3 separate regions of the Mus musculus genome follow, and regions 1 and 2 are each linked to region 3. A link is a contact called in public HiChIP or PLAC-seq and promoter capture Hi-C data. All regions are on one chromosome and are shown on one strand. The core of a region is the stretch at or near the end of the contact, and the rest is flanking DNA. Distances in the headings are between cores, read along the strand shown.

Region 1 (3,892 bases), core at 7-2,506, 360 kb after region 3:
GAATGGGAAGTTCCCAGGCAGTCAGACTGTGTTACTCCCTACTGTGAGGCTGAAGTGGCGAGGAGTCTTGCATAGCCGGAAAGAGCATGCAACTTTAGGGACATGAAAAGGTGTAGCCTAGTATGGTCCATTTGATGTCCTGGAGTCTGGCAACCTGTAAGCTTCATGGGAAATAAGAATGGCACCCATCATTCTCCTGGGTAGGGACACCTGGGGAGTTTGCTAGGGAGTTAGGGGTGCACTGAGGCTCCAGTAGGTGGGTCTTATCTGAATTCCAACAACTTTCTCAGCATCTTCCCTGTGTGAGCTTAGCTTTGGGGGACATTTTCAGAGCTCAGCACCCTGTGACCGCAGCTGACAAAAGTGACCTGTGGCATCAGGAGCCTCCCCAGGGGCGAGCAAATGTTCTATAAGGTTAAGACAAGCTGTCTCAGTGAAGGAGCCCCCAGTTTCAGCCATCTTGTTTGGGTCTAACAAAGCTTAAGGCATCTTCAAGGGTGACCCCTGCTTTACAGATGGAGAAACTGAGGCACAGGGAGAGGACAGGAAGCTGAGGCAGAGCCCAGAGATTGAGCAGCACTGGGGTGGAGATACATCCTCACGGGGTACCGACAGGCTCTCCCCACCCCTTCTCCTGAGTTGATGATCTTTCAAGACAACTTGGGCCCCTCTCATAACCCATCCAGTCCTGGGGAAAGATCTAGCTCTTCTCTCAGCGCCCATGATGGGGAAGACTTCCTTCTCCAAGGGCCTCCATCCCACATTCAAGAACCCTTGCTTCCAAAGAAACCTCGCCCATGAAACTAGTGCCCCTCCCAACCCAACGCATCTGTTCCCAGGGAGTCCCTGTCTACTCTACCAGCTCATTTTCTAGGGCTAACAGTGCCATCCTTCGGGTTCCTATCTGTGGCCTCAACTAGCCTGAGGCTAAAGAGTTCAGCCTCGGCATAGCCCCAGGCTGTCTGAGGGTGGATGAGAGGGCATAAGTCCCTGGGGAAACACCAAGCTCTCAAGGTTGAGCCACTTCACAACACAGTTCCATATCTGGTCAGTCTGACTGTGAGCTCAGTCTTCCACCTTCGTCTCCTACCCCACCCCCGGCATCCAGGCAACTTGGCAACAAAGTTCCCCAAGTCCCGTGTCTGTCTGTCCCTGGGAAAGAGGGGAGCCTCCGGATTGAGAGCCGCCTCAGGGAAAGTCCCCAGTCAGCGGCTCTGCAGAACCAGGTTGTGGGGCAGGCCCAGGCATGCTGAGACATGCCTGCATGCAGCTCTCCCAGAGCTGCTCTCTCCACAAGCCTGCCTGCCTCGCCTCCCACTCGGGTCCTCTGAGGACTGGCTGGCTGATCCTCCCGAGTTTGCTGCCAAGTTTCCTGCCTGAGGTGGGAACAGTCACAGATTCCAGGAACAAAAAGGGGACCTGAAATGCTAGTTAGACCTAGAATGGACAGGAGTTAGAGGAAGCCCGAGCCGCAGAACTCACCACCCTGCAGGGTACCCGCCAGGGCTTGAGGGTCACGACTCTGCAGGTCCTTACGTTAGCCTGGCTCAGCATCTGCTTAGTATGGCTTGTAGTTTCCCAAGTAACCAGGAGAAGGTAATTTTTCTTTCCAGATATGGAGGGATGTGTCTCACAGCTGGCTTTGTGAAATGCTGTTCCGTCTCCCCCACCCCCCCCCCCCACCCCAGTCTGCAGCTCAGACACTCTGACTGGGAAACACCTTGAATGTCTGCAGCCAAGAACATGATTAGTGTTTTAGGCCAAACATCCACTGACAGGATGGCCACAGTGAGCAGGGTGAACCGACAAGGACGTCACTCCATGCATGCATGGGGGTCAAGGGATACTAGGTCCTTCCTTGGTCCCACAACCTCCGGCTGGCAGATGGAGAGCAGGGAGCCCAGCAGCTATAGACTCTAGGTGGCACTGTCCTCCAGGAAGGGGGTCCCCTGAACTCTCTGTTTGCCATGAGTGTGCTACCCCAGGAACACAGTGAAAGATCTCAGTTTTGAGATTGGGACACCCTGACATGGAATGTTCTTTTGGGCAAGAAGTTTATTAAAATTAACATCATGGATATAGGACAGGGGATCTAAAGAAAGCCACTGACATGGGTGTTGGCGACAGAACTCAACTCCTCTGCAAGGATCCTCTCTATGCGTTTCTAATGGCTGAGCCATCTTTCCAGACCTTATTCCAATCTTACTTACAAATACCTTCAAATTACACATTACATATCACTCACTGAACATATCGCTATCATGTAGAAGTGTAGGTCACAGGCTACCAAGTGTTAAGAGCTCAAGCAGCTAAAAGAATCCTCACTGAGAGGTCTCAAATTTCCTAACGCTGTGACCCTTTAATACAGTTCCACATGTTGTGGTGACTCTTAACCATAAGCTTATTTTCGTTGCTACTAAATAACTATAATTTTGCTACTGTTATGCATCGTAAATATTTCTGAAGATAGAGATTTGTTGAACCGGCGGGTGAGGAGGTTTGTCTTAGGCAGCTGCAGAGTCTCTGCAGGATTAGATTGTGACACACCGGGTGGAGGTCTGTTGAGGGCACTGGGGTTGAAGCAAACTTCTGGAGCAGAGTTTAGCTGCCTGACCAGGTGTGGAACCGGAAGCCATGGATACAAAGTATAGAACTGGCTCCAGACAATGAGGAAACAAGGTGAGTTGAGTATTCCATACCAGCTGTGGTGAGCAGGCAGAGATGAATTCAGCTCCTGAGACTGTTAGGCACTCAAGTCCTCTCAGTTCTTTTACAGAATGCGCAGGTGACAAGCAGGTGACCCTCCCACTGATGCGTTGCTGACTTAAGGTGTCTACTACGGGCCCATTGAGTTGGTATGATTTTAATACATGTGTTTACTTCTACAGTGCCAATTTGATGAGTTTATTCAGTGTCTTTTTAAATTTTAAACGAGTTATGAGACGATGCCTCTCAGAGGTAAGGGACAGGTGGTCTTAAATGCTAAACCAGGGGCAGAGACAACCTGACTCTTCGTTTGTACTGCAAATGGAGTCTCGGGAGTGCTGGCTAGTTTTGGGTCAACTTGACACAATCTGGAGTCACGGGAAAGCAGGGAACCAATTGAGAAAATGCTGCCTTGAGATTCAGCTGTGAGCCATTTTCTTAGTGATTGATTGGGGAGAGTCCAGCCCATCGTGGGTGGGGCCATCCCTGAGCTGGTGGTTCCGGGTTCTATAAGAAATCAGGCCCAGCAAGCCATGAGAAGCAAGCCAGTAAGCAGCACCCCTCCATGGCCTCTGCATCAGCTCCTTCCTCCAGGTTCCATCCCTGCTTGAGTTTCTGTCCTGCACCTTCAATAATGGACTACAGTGTGGAAGTGTAAGCCAGAGAAACTTGTTCAAGCTCTCTAACTTTTGGTCATGGTGTTTTATCATAGCAATAGTATCCATAAGATAAGTTGGTACCAGGATAGTGGAGTATTTTGCTGAGACAAAAAGATGTTGGTCAGCTGAAGCCAAGAAATTGCCAGAGATTAAGAAGAGACCAGCATCACCGAGGTGCAATCTTCTGGGAAGTGTTTATACAACATCAGCACACAGAAGTTGTGCTCCAGAGTCAGCCAAGGTTGCATCTTGTGCTGGCAGCTAGACTTGGTAGCATAAGAGTCACCCAGACGGTACTGGCTTTGAAGGGCTAAAGAGGTCATGGAGAACAGCTGAGGCTTGGCATCGTGAAAGGCCACAATGGGCACTGGAGTAGGTGGTGTCTCCGTGTCAAAGCTCCAGAATTAAAAGGTCATGAAGAGAAGTTGAGGCTTGGCACCATGAACCTAAGAGAGGCTGTTGGTGAAAGCAGAGCCCAGTTGCAGCAGAAGACCCCAGCATTTTGGAGATGCCAGTATCGTAGGACA
Region 2 (3,600 bases), core at 298-2,797, 380 kb after region 3:
CTGACACTGCCACCTGGTTAACTGGTATGCCCTCATTGCTTCTGGGGGACATGATCATCCTCACGGTGACAGCCTGTTGTCAAAACTTACAACCACAGCCACCTTTGAGGTCTCCTTTGAGGTAGACCTTGGTGGCTTCTACTTTGAGAATAAATAGCATCCTGAACCCCAGCACCACTGAATCCAAGAGGAATGCAAGCTTTAGGAACATCCAGAGACACTGAGCCCTCAGACATGGGCATCTTTAGATAGAGGCCAGGACATTTCAGGTCTGCTTGGACAATATGTTAGGAATTCCAAGGAAAGGACTTAGAAACAGTGCCTCTTGCTCATCTGTCTGGCCTAAGGGGCGAGCCTTTCATGTTTTATGTAACATTACAGAGGTCTGGCAGCCAGCCGACTCATGGCCAGTGACACATTTAAGAATGGGCCATGGAGCGGAAGCAGAAGCCCAGGACCTCTGCTCCTGAGCCTGGGCTGCACGCCAGATTCCCCAGGAGGTTTCCTTCCTCTACCCTATGATTTATCAGGCCAGGAGGCTGTGTCACATGGCAGCTTTAGTGACTGAAGCCCAGCCTGGGTGGCAGATAAACGGATATGGCATAAAGCCAGAACACTGCCTCCTGAGCCTGGGACTCCACTGTAGCCCAACACTCTACTTGTACATCCAGCATGGCCACAGGAGCTCATGCAGGGGACATCTAGGATGGCCCCAGGGCTATCTCAGAACCAGTCATGATTTTCTGTTAGCCAGCAACCCAGGGATAAGGAGGGAAGGCTCTGCATGGAACTCAGCTTCCCAGAGAGAAAGTCAGGATGCTAAGGGCTCTGGTGACATGAGAAGAAGATGCCTTGGCTGAGCCCCCCAGGGGCTTGGTTAGGGACCATTGGGATGCAGCTACCACTTAGAGCAGAGTCGTCGTAAATGGCAGTGCATATGTGCCATACTATTACACACTAGCTCTCAATAACCTGCAATGCAGAGGGCTGCTTCAGCCCCCACATGTCCACTCTCTGCCAATAGGCTGAGGAACAAAGACAGGATTCAAGCAGGCCAGAGCACTCCTGCAAGCAAGGCCTTGTGGCAATCTCACCATGCCTTTCCTATCCCCTGGCTCAGGAAGCCATGAGCTTGTGGAGGAATCTCTAAGACTCAGCATCCTGGGATAGTGGGGGTTGAGTAGTTGACCATGATGGTTCCCCAGTCATCTGTGGGAGTGGGGCATCCCTGGGGCTCGGTGTACAGGTGGGAATAGCATTCTCCCCAAGCCTCTTACCACCAATCAGACACCCAGGACCTTAAGGTCCTCACTTCTCATTACCCTCAGCATCTGAGGCGATAGAGGACAGGACAGAGGGTGGCTTCAGGGGCTCCATGTGTGGGACAGGAGCTTCTCCTCAAGTCTGTGGCAGATATAACCCCTCTCTTGGCTGGGTGCCTGGTAGTTGGATCCTGTGGATTCTGGCGAGGATATTCAGGGCTTGGCTCCCTCCAGCCTTGGCTTAAATCCCAGCCTCCGAAGCCTTAGCTCTGAGTCTCTGCCTAACCAAGAGCACAGTAGGCCCCACGCTGGGCCAGGCAGAGGGACACAGTGACCAGAACAGAGCACTTGATGTCAACACAACCAGTGTCAACAAGATTGGAGACAGGCCCTCGTGGGCACTGAGAGTGTGAAACCCTTGGAAAGGGACAAAGCCGCCTGCAAGAAACAGAACAAAGAGAACGGTTCCCCCATGCCAGGAACACAAAAGTGTTTGCACATGACCTGAGAGCACTTTTCATGTCCATGGATAGGGAGACTTCTAGCCTATAGGTGCCTGCCGTGGGCTCACTTCTCCCAGCCTTGGTGAAGCCACCCAGGTGTGTGGAGAACTGGCTCTGTAGATGCTGGGCCAGCTGCTGTCCAAGGAGTGCTGAGGCCTCGCCTCCTCTCAGGCTCAGGTTACGTCTCCCTGACGCCCGAGCTCCACTTCCCTCTGTCCATCCACGAGCTGGCTCACATTCAGGGTCCAGGAAGGCTCCAGCTAGGCTATGAGTGGATGAGACCACGGGTGAAGCTTCTCCCCTGTGCGGGGCTGAGGTCCCAGTGTGAGCGGGTCCAGCCCACTCCTCTGGCAGACCAGGCTGTACCCACAAGAACATTCTTCCTGGCCACAGGGCCTCCACAGAGCCCATTAAAACAGCCCTCTTGACAGCCCCACATCTCAGGAATGCAGTTGTCTTCCCAGACAACAGAATCTCAGACTTGGAGGCAGTCAGACCAGAACCCCGTGCCTCACGTGTTCTGGAATTGACAAGATAAATAACCGTCACTTCCAAGGAAAAACAAAAATTCCACTTTCCTTTTAAACACCCTGGCTACACATGTCTCTAAATCTGGAGGAACACAGAGTTTCTCTTCCAGGAATCTCCCTGGGCTTTGTGGGCCACCGCTGAGTCTGTGGCACATTCCTTCACCAGCAGAAATGGGCCCAAGTTTGTATCACTCACGTGGACAGACGGCCCTTGTTAGGGATAGGAGCATGTGTGCTCAACTGGAAGGGGTCCTGGGGTCTCAAAAAGCTGGAGGTCTACAGTGGGAAAGTACAGAGGGGACCTAGTGAGTCTGCACTGTGAGGTAGACTGCCCCCAAGCCGCTAGTGAGGTGATCTGCACCTGGCCGAGGAGCTGCGAACTCTGTCAGATTTAGATACAACAATCCCTGAGTCATGATTATGAACTATGCAGCTCAACTATCCTGAAGCAGGGGGCATGTGGATGGCTCAGGCCATCCACCCAGTGATAGGGAAACACTGGGCAGACTGGGGATAGGAGGTCTCTGCAGTGAAGCAGCAACCATGAAGTGAGGGATAGATCTCTGAGGAAGACCCACAGGCCTTGACAGGGCAGGAGGAGGGGCCGAGTGAGTGAGGTACTTGTAATGTCAGTGTTGTGGGACAGCCACACAGTGTGCCCAAAGCGAGATGTCCAGCCGTTGTCCCACTGAGGGCTCAGTGACAAAAAGATTGCACTATTCCAGCCTCAGTGCAGAAACCAAGGGTCCCTTCCAAGAATTGATGTTTTCTTGCAGTGTAAGGCCCACCAGGGTGGTACTCTCCTCTGCCAGCAAGTGGAGCTATGGATTTTTTTCTCCCCGCAAGCATCATTTTGCAGTAGAGGCAAACAGGAAGGCTGAAGGCTCTGAGACGTGGGCTCCTTGCAGAGTGTCTGGGATGAATGGGAAGGGTGAGCTGCTACACTTCTCTGGCAGTCATAAGATCCCCTCCATAGAAAAGAACAAGAGCACACACATCGGGGGCTGGAGAGCCACTGGCTGTCTCGGTGACTTTTATCTGCAGTAGTCACTCATTAAACACCCTGATTTCCCAGTACTTACTAGTACTGAGGTGACAGTCGTGTTGCCTAGCATCCTTCTACAAGGGCACCTCGAAGCACCACCACATCCTTCCTAGAGTTTCAAAACATTTTCATCACTCCAGAAAGGCGCCACATGTCTCACAAGTATGCAGCCTCCGTTCACTTCCCTGGCAATTATTACCCTTCTTCTATGTCTATGGACCGGACTTCTGTCCCAGCCACTGTTCTATTGCTGTGAAGAG
Region 3 (3,516 bases), core at 584-3,083:
GATCTTGAACTAAGCAAAATATACTTTCTTCTTCTTCTTCTTCTTCTTCTTCTTCTTCTCCTTCTCCTTCTTCAACAACAACAACAACAACAAACACACGTTCTCCTAATGAAAACAGTTACAGCAAACACTAGAACTCAGAATGGGCCAGGCATTAACGCTGAATAATTCACTGAATTGCACTGAGTTTAGTCCTCACACTAACCTGTAAAGTAGAAAACTGCCACACTTTGCAAATATAATTCTCTATTTGAAGGCTCAGCTCGAGCTTAGCATATTCAAGGGGCTATGTTTGTTCAACCACCAGCATCATAACAAAACACTCTATTTATCCATGACAGTACAGAGGCAAAGAATCCCATAGGACGGGATTCAAAATTACGGACTCTCACTCCACAAGCCATGCTCTTAAGGCACTATATTTATAGTAATCATAACAGCCTATTAAAACAGGTTCCAGGAAATTACAGGTTTCAGTGGTTTGCGTTTTTGTTCTTTGTCTTCTATTTTTTGGCTTTATATGTGTGTTGCTCTATTTGTAAATTACATAAAAAAATAATCGGATTGTACATCAATGGCCTTCATCTTCAAAACAAACGCTTTGAGCGTATAGCAGGGGCATTATAATAAAACAGTTTATAACAAAAATAGCAAGGCAGGTTCACTTTTGGAGAAAAAAAGCTTCACTCTTATTTTTTCATTTAAAATTTCGAGAACGATAATCTCCATTGTTCTAGAGTAAGAAAGAATGTATGGCCTGGGCTGGAGAGATGGGTCAGCGGGTTAAGAGCTCACTCACTGTAACTGCTCTTGCAGAAGACCCCGCCCTTGGTTCCCAGCAGCCAAGTCAGGCAGCTGACACCATAACTCCAGCCCATCAGGATGGAAGCCTCTGGTCTCCCCAGGCACTCGTGCATGTGCCCACACACAGGCTCACTCATAATTAACAGTAACAAATCCCTTTTTAAAATGAAGCCCATCTTCAACCTAGTAAGCATTTGATTTTTCCGCTGCTCTAGCTTTCTTACAAGATTTTCAAGTAAATTAAATTCCAACAACTTGGATCAAACGTGAAGAGTTTGTATAGGTGGGTAAATTTGATTGTGAAAGATCATATAAAAAAACAAACAACAACAAACAAACAAAACCACTGTATATTTAGGCTGAATGTCAGAAATGGGGTTTACTCCAAGGAATCTAGAGAGATCATCACAGATGCTTCGTAGTAGGACAACATGCCCAGGAACGAAGGAAAACGGAATGTGAAGGAAATGGGGGATCTTTTCTGATAATGGTGGGAAATCAAGCCTTGGCGCTGCAGGTAAAAGGGTGGGGGGTGGGGGGCCTTCACAGGGACAGTTCTCCAGACGTCTGAGTTCTGGGGAGTTTGAATAGGCCCAGGGATGGAGATGGAACTGCCCTGGAACAGAGGCAGAAAGGAGCTGTGAGGACAAAGATGCAAATTTCGCGTGCCTCGCGGCGAGCGCACACGCCGGCCTGAAGGATGGTGCACACACAGGTGTGCACGGGAGGCCGCACGGACCCGCAGGGGACAGGCCGGCGGCGGTGGGGGGCGGACGCCTGCATCTACCGAGGTTGGACGAGCCCACAGCCCGCTCGGGGCCCCCGGAGCAGCACGGCGGACATCGGAGGGCGAGCCAGGGACGCCCTGCCCGACTGCCCCTCCCCGTCCTGAGGCCCTTCTCACCTGCGGGTCCCTTCCAGACGAGACAGCCACCAACCACACCGAGCCGCAGCGTCCAATTATTGCCGGAAGCCGTCCGCCTCCCGCCGAGGGCCACCGCTGGACGCCCCGCCTTGGCGTCCCGCTGATTGGCCGGAGAGGAGCCACGTGATTCGTGTTGCTACCCGAACTCGGAGGCCTCGGGGCGCGCGTGCTCAGTGAGCACAAGCCCCACCCACCCATCCTAGGCGCCCCAGGGTCGGTTCTGGTGGTTTTTTTTTTTGACCCGCCTTGTTGGCATTGCCCAAGTTGTCTGGCGGAACCCGTGTGGTTAGCCTCAGTTTCCAGACGTCCTCTCCGGACCTACAGACCTCCCTTGCGCCGGGCTGGGGCTAGCAAGGACACCGCTGGTCTACACTCGGGTCCCTCACCTCACTGTCCCATTTACCTGCCTGCCTAGCTAGGCATCTGTGAATGCAAGGGTCTGTTCGGACTGCCCCAATCTCCTACACGCCAGAGTCTTCTTGCTCGTAGCCCTGGGGCTCAAAGACAGTCTTGCTGACCTGCAGCCTAGAATGGCTTTCAGTTCCTAGAAAGCTGGGAAAGCAGTGTCAACAGGTGGAATGTTTTCCAAATAGGTAGTATAGGGTCTGTAGAAAGGAGAGGGAAACTGGACCACTGCAGGTTGTGGAGCTCTTCTGCCTTGATAACAAAACGGAACTAGGAATGGTTCTTACCCGAGTAAACAAAAATATTTTAAAGTGCCTAGTGTGTAATGAGCAAAAACATATATATTCAGGTTAGTCTTTTACATTTTTAAATAGCAGGTATTCATATTTGAAATGTATTATGTAAATAATTTCTGACGTGCTTTTAGTCTAATAGTGTTTTGCGCTATACACTTTAAAAATACTAGACCAATTATGGGTGGAAGTCAGCATTATTCCGTCCACACACCTAATCTAGGCGTGTGGCTCTCGATTCTAAACCATGCCCAGTGGCTCTGTGCTTTTGTTTATTGAACTTGTAGAGGTGTGTTTGCAAGCAAAGGCTAACCTTAATTCAGACTGTTTGAAGTTTTTGTCGCTGTTACCAAGCCAAGATAATAAGTGAACAGAGACAATAAGATAGAGCTGTCCAGCTTCCAGTGGGGTTTGTCCTGATAAACCCATGCAAGGTGAAAACACTAAGTCCAAAGTGCACCTAATACACGCAGCATAGGTTATACCCAGCCTGCCACAAACCCTCAGAACATAGAAAACCTATGATCAGGTGAAAGTATTTAACAAGGTCTACTTAAAACCGAGTTTAGAGCCAGTGAGATGTCTCAGCTGGTGACAGTGCTCCTGTGGAATCCTGGAAACATGAGTTTAACCCTGGGATCCCATTTGGTGGAAGGAAAGCACTGACTCCCGTAATTGTCCTTTATGCACCTTGCCTGATCAAAAGGAAATTTAAAAGCTATTTTAAAGTATGTTAAATATGTTGTGTGGCTAGGTATGTCCTCTGAATTGAAATCTTCCCTCCTGGAGACAAGAATAGGGCACCCAAGACTCAGAGGCAAAGGAAACCTAAAGGGTGGGAAAGCCCCTGAAAGAAGATTCACAAAATTCCCACCCAAGATTAAATAAACAGTAGCAATCTGCAGGGAGTTCCAGAGGCAAATCGTCAGCCTGATGTGAGCTTTTCTGTGATGTAGTCTTTGAGTCCACCCATGCTCCTGTGAGTCACCCTAGTAATTAAACCCATTGGTTCACTAAGCCAAATATGGGTGAAATTATTTCTTTGGTCTGATGTTGCTGTTATAACTAGGGTGAATAAGTATTTGGTTA

Evidence for each region. Promoter capture Hi-C pulls out the DNA fragments that hold promoters and counts their contacts. HiChIP or PLAC-seq counts read pairs in DNA pulled down with a chosen protein or histone mark.
Region 1: a contact with region 3 is called in a promoter capture Hi-C map of embryonic stem cells, with 2.2 times the contacts expected there. The contact joins the enhancer-like site here to the promoter of Fbxo25 in region 3. A contact is called at or near these places in 7 of 39 promoter capture datasets (the 3T3-L1 cell line, the C10 cell line, the HPC-7 cell line and 3 more), 9 of 484 Hi-C or Micro-C datasets (the Ba/F3 cell line, the C10 cell line, CD8 T cells and 4 more) and 2 of 115 datasets of contacts at active chromatin or transcription factors (both in embryonic stem cells).
Region 2: an H3K4me3 HiChIP or PLAC-seq map of forebrain shows a contact between it and region 3, with 3 times the contacts expected there. The contact joins the enhancer-like site here to the promoter of Fbxo25 in region 3. A contact is called at or near these places in 2 of 39 promoter capture datasets (the C10 cell line and the HPC-7 cell line) and 1 of 115 datasets of contacts at active chromatin or transcription factors (forebrain).

Annotation. Positions count from the first base shown.
Region 1 is chr8:13,546,380-13,550,271 of GRCm38.p6, reverse strand. No RefSeq gene overlaps it. Among named protein-coding and RNA genes, the nearest start is that of 1700029H14Rik, 14 kb to the left of the region's middle. Within about 2 kb of position 1,256, at least 105 of the 459 cell types and tissues checked have an H3K27ac peak or open chromatin away from gene starts, as enhancers often do. A contact at or near this core is called in the Ba/F3 cell line, CD8 T cells, brown adipocytes and 3 more, where this site is marked.
Region 2 is chr8:13,528,043-13,531,642 of GRCm38.p6, reverse strand. No RefSeq gene overlaps it. Among named protein-coding and RNA genes, the nearest start is that of 1700029H14Rik, 33 kb to the left of the region's middle. Within about 2 kb of position 1,547, at least 173 of the 459 cell types and tissues checked have an H3K27ac peak or open chromatin away from gene starts, as enhancers often do. A contact at or near this core is called in forebrain, where this site is marked.
Region 3 is chr8:13,906,056-13,909,571 of GRCm38.p6, reverse strand. It overlaps Fbxo25 (F-box protein 25), which reads right to left and starts at 1,833. Exons shown (of 10, transcript NM_025785.3): 1 at 1,709-1,833.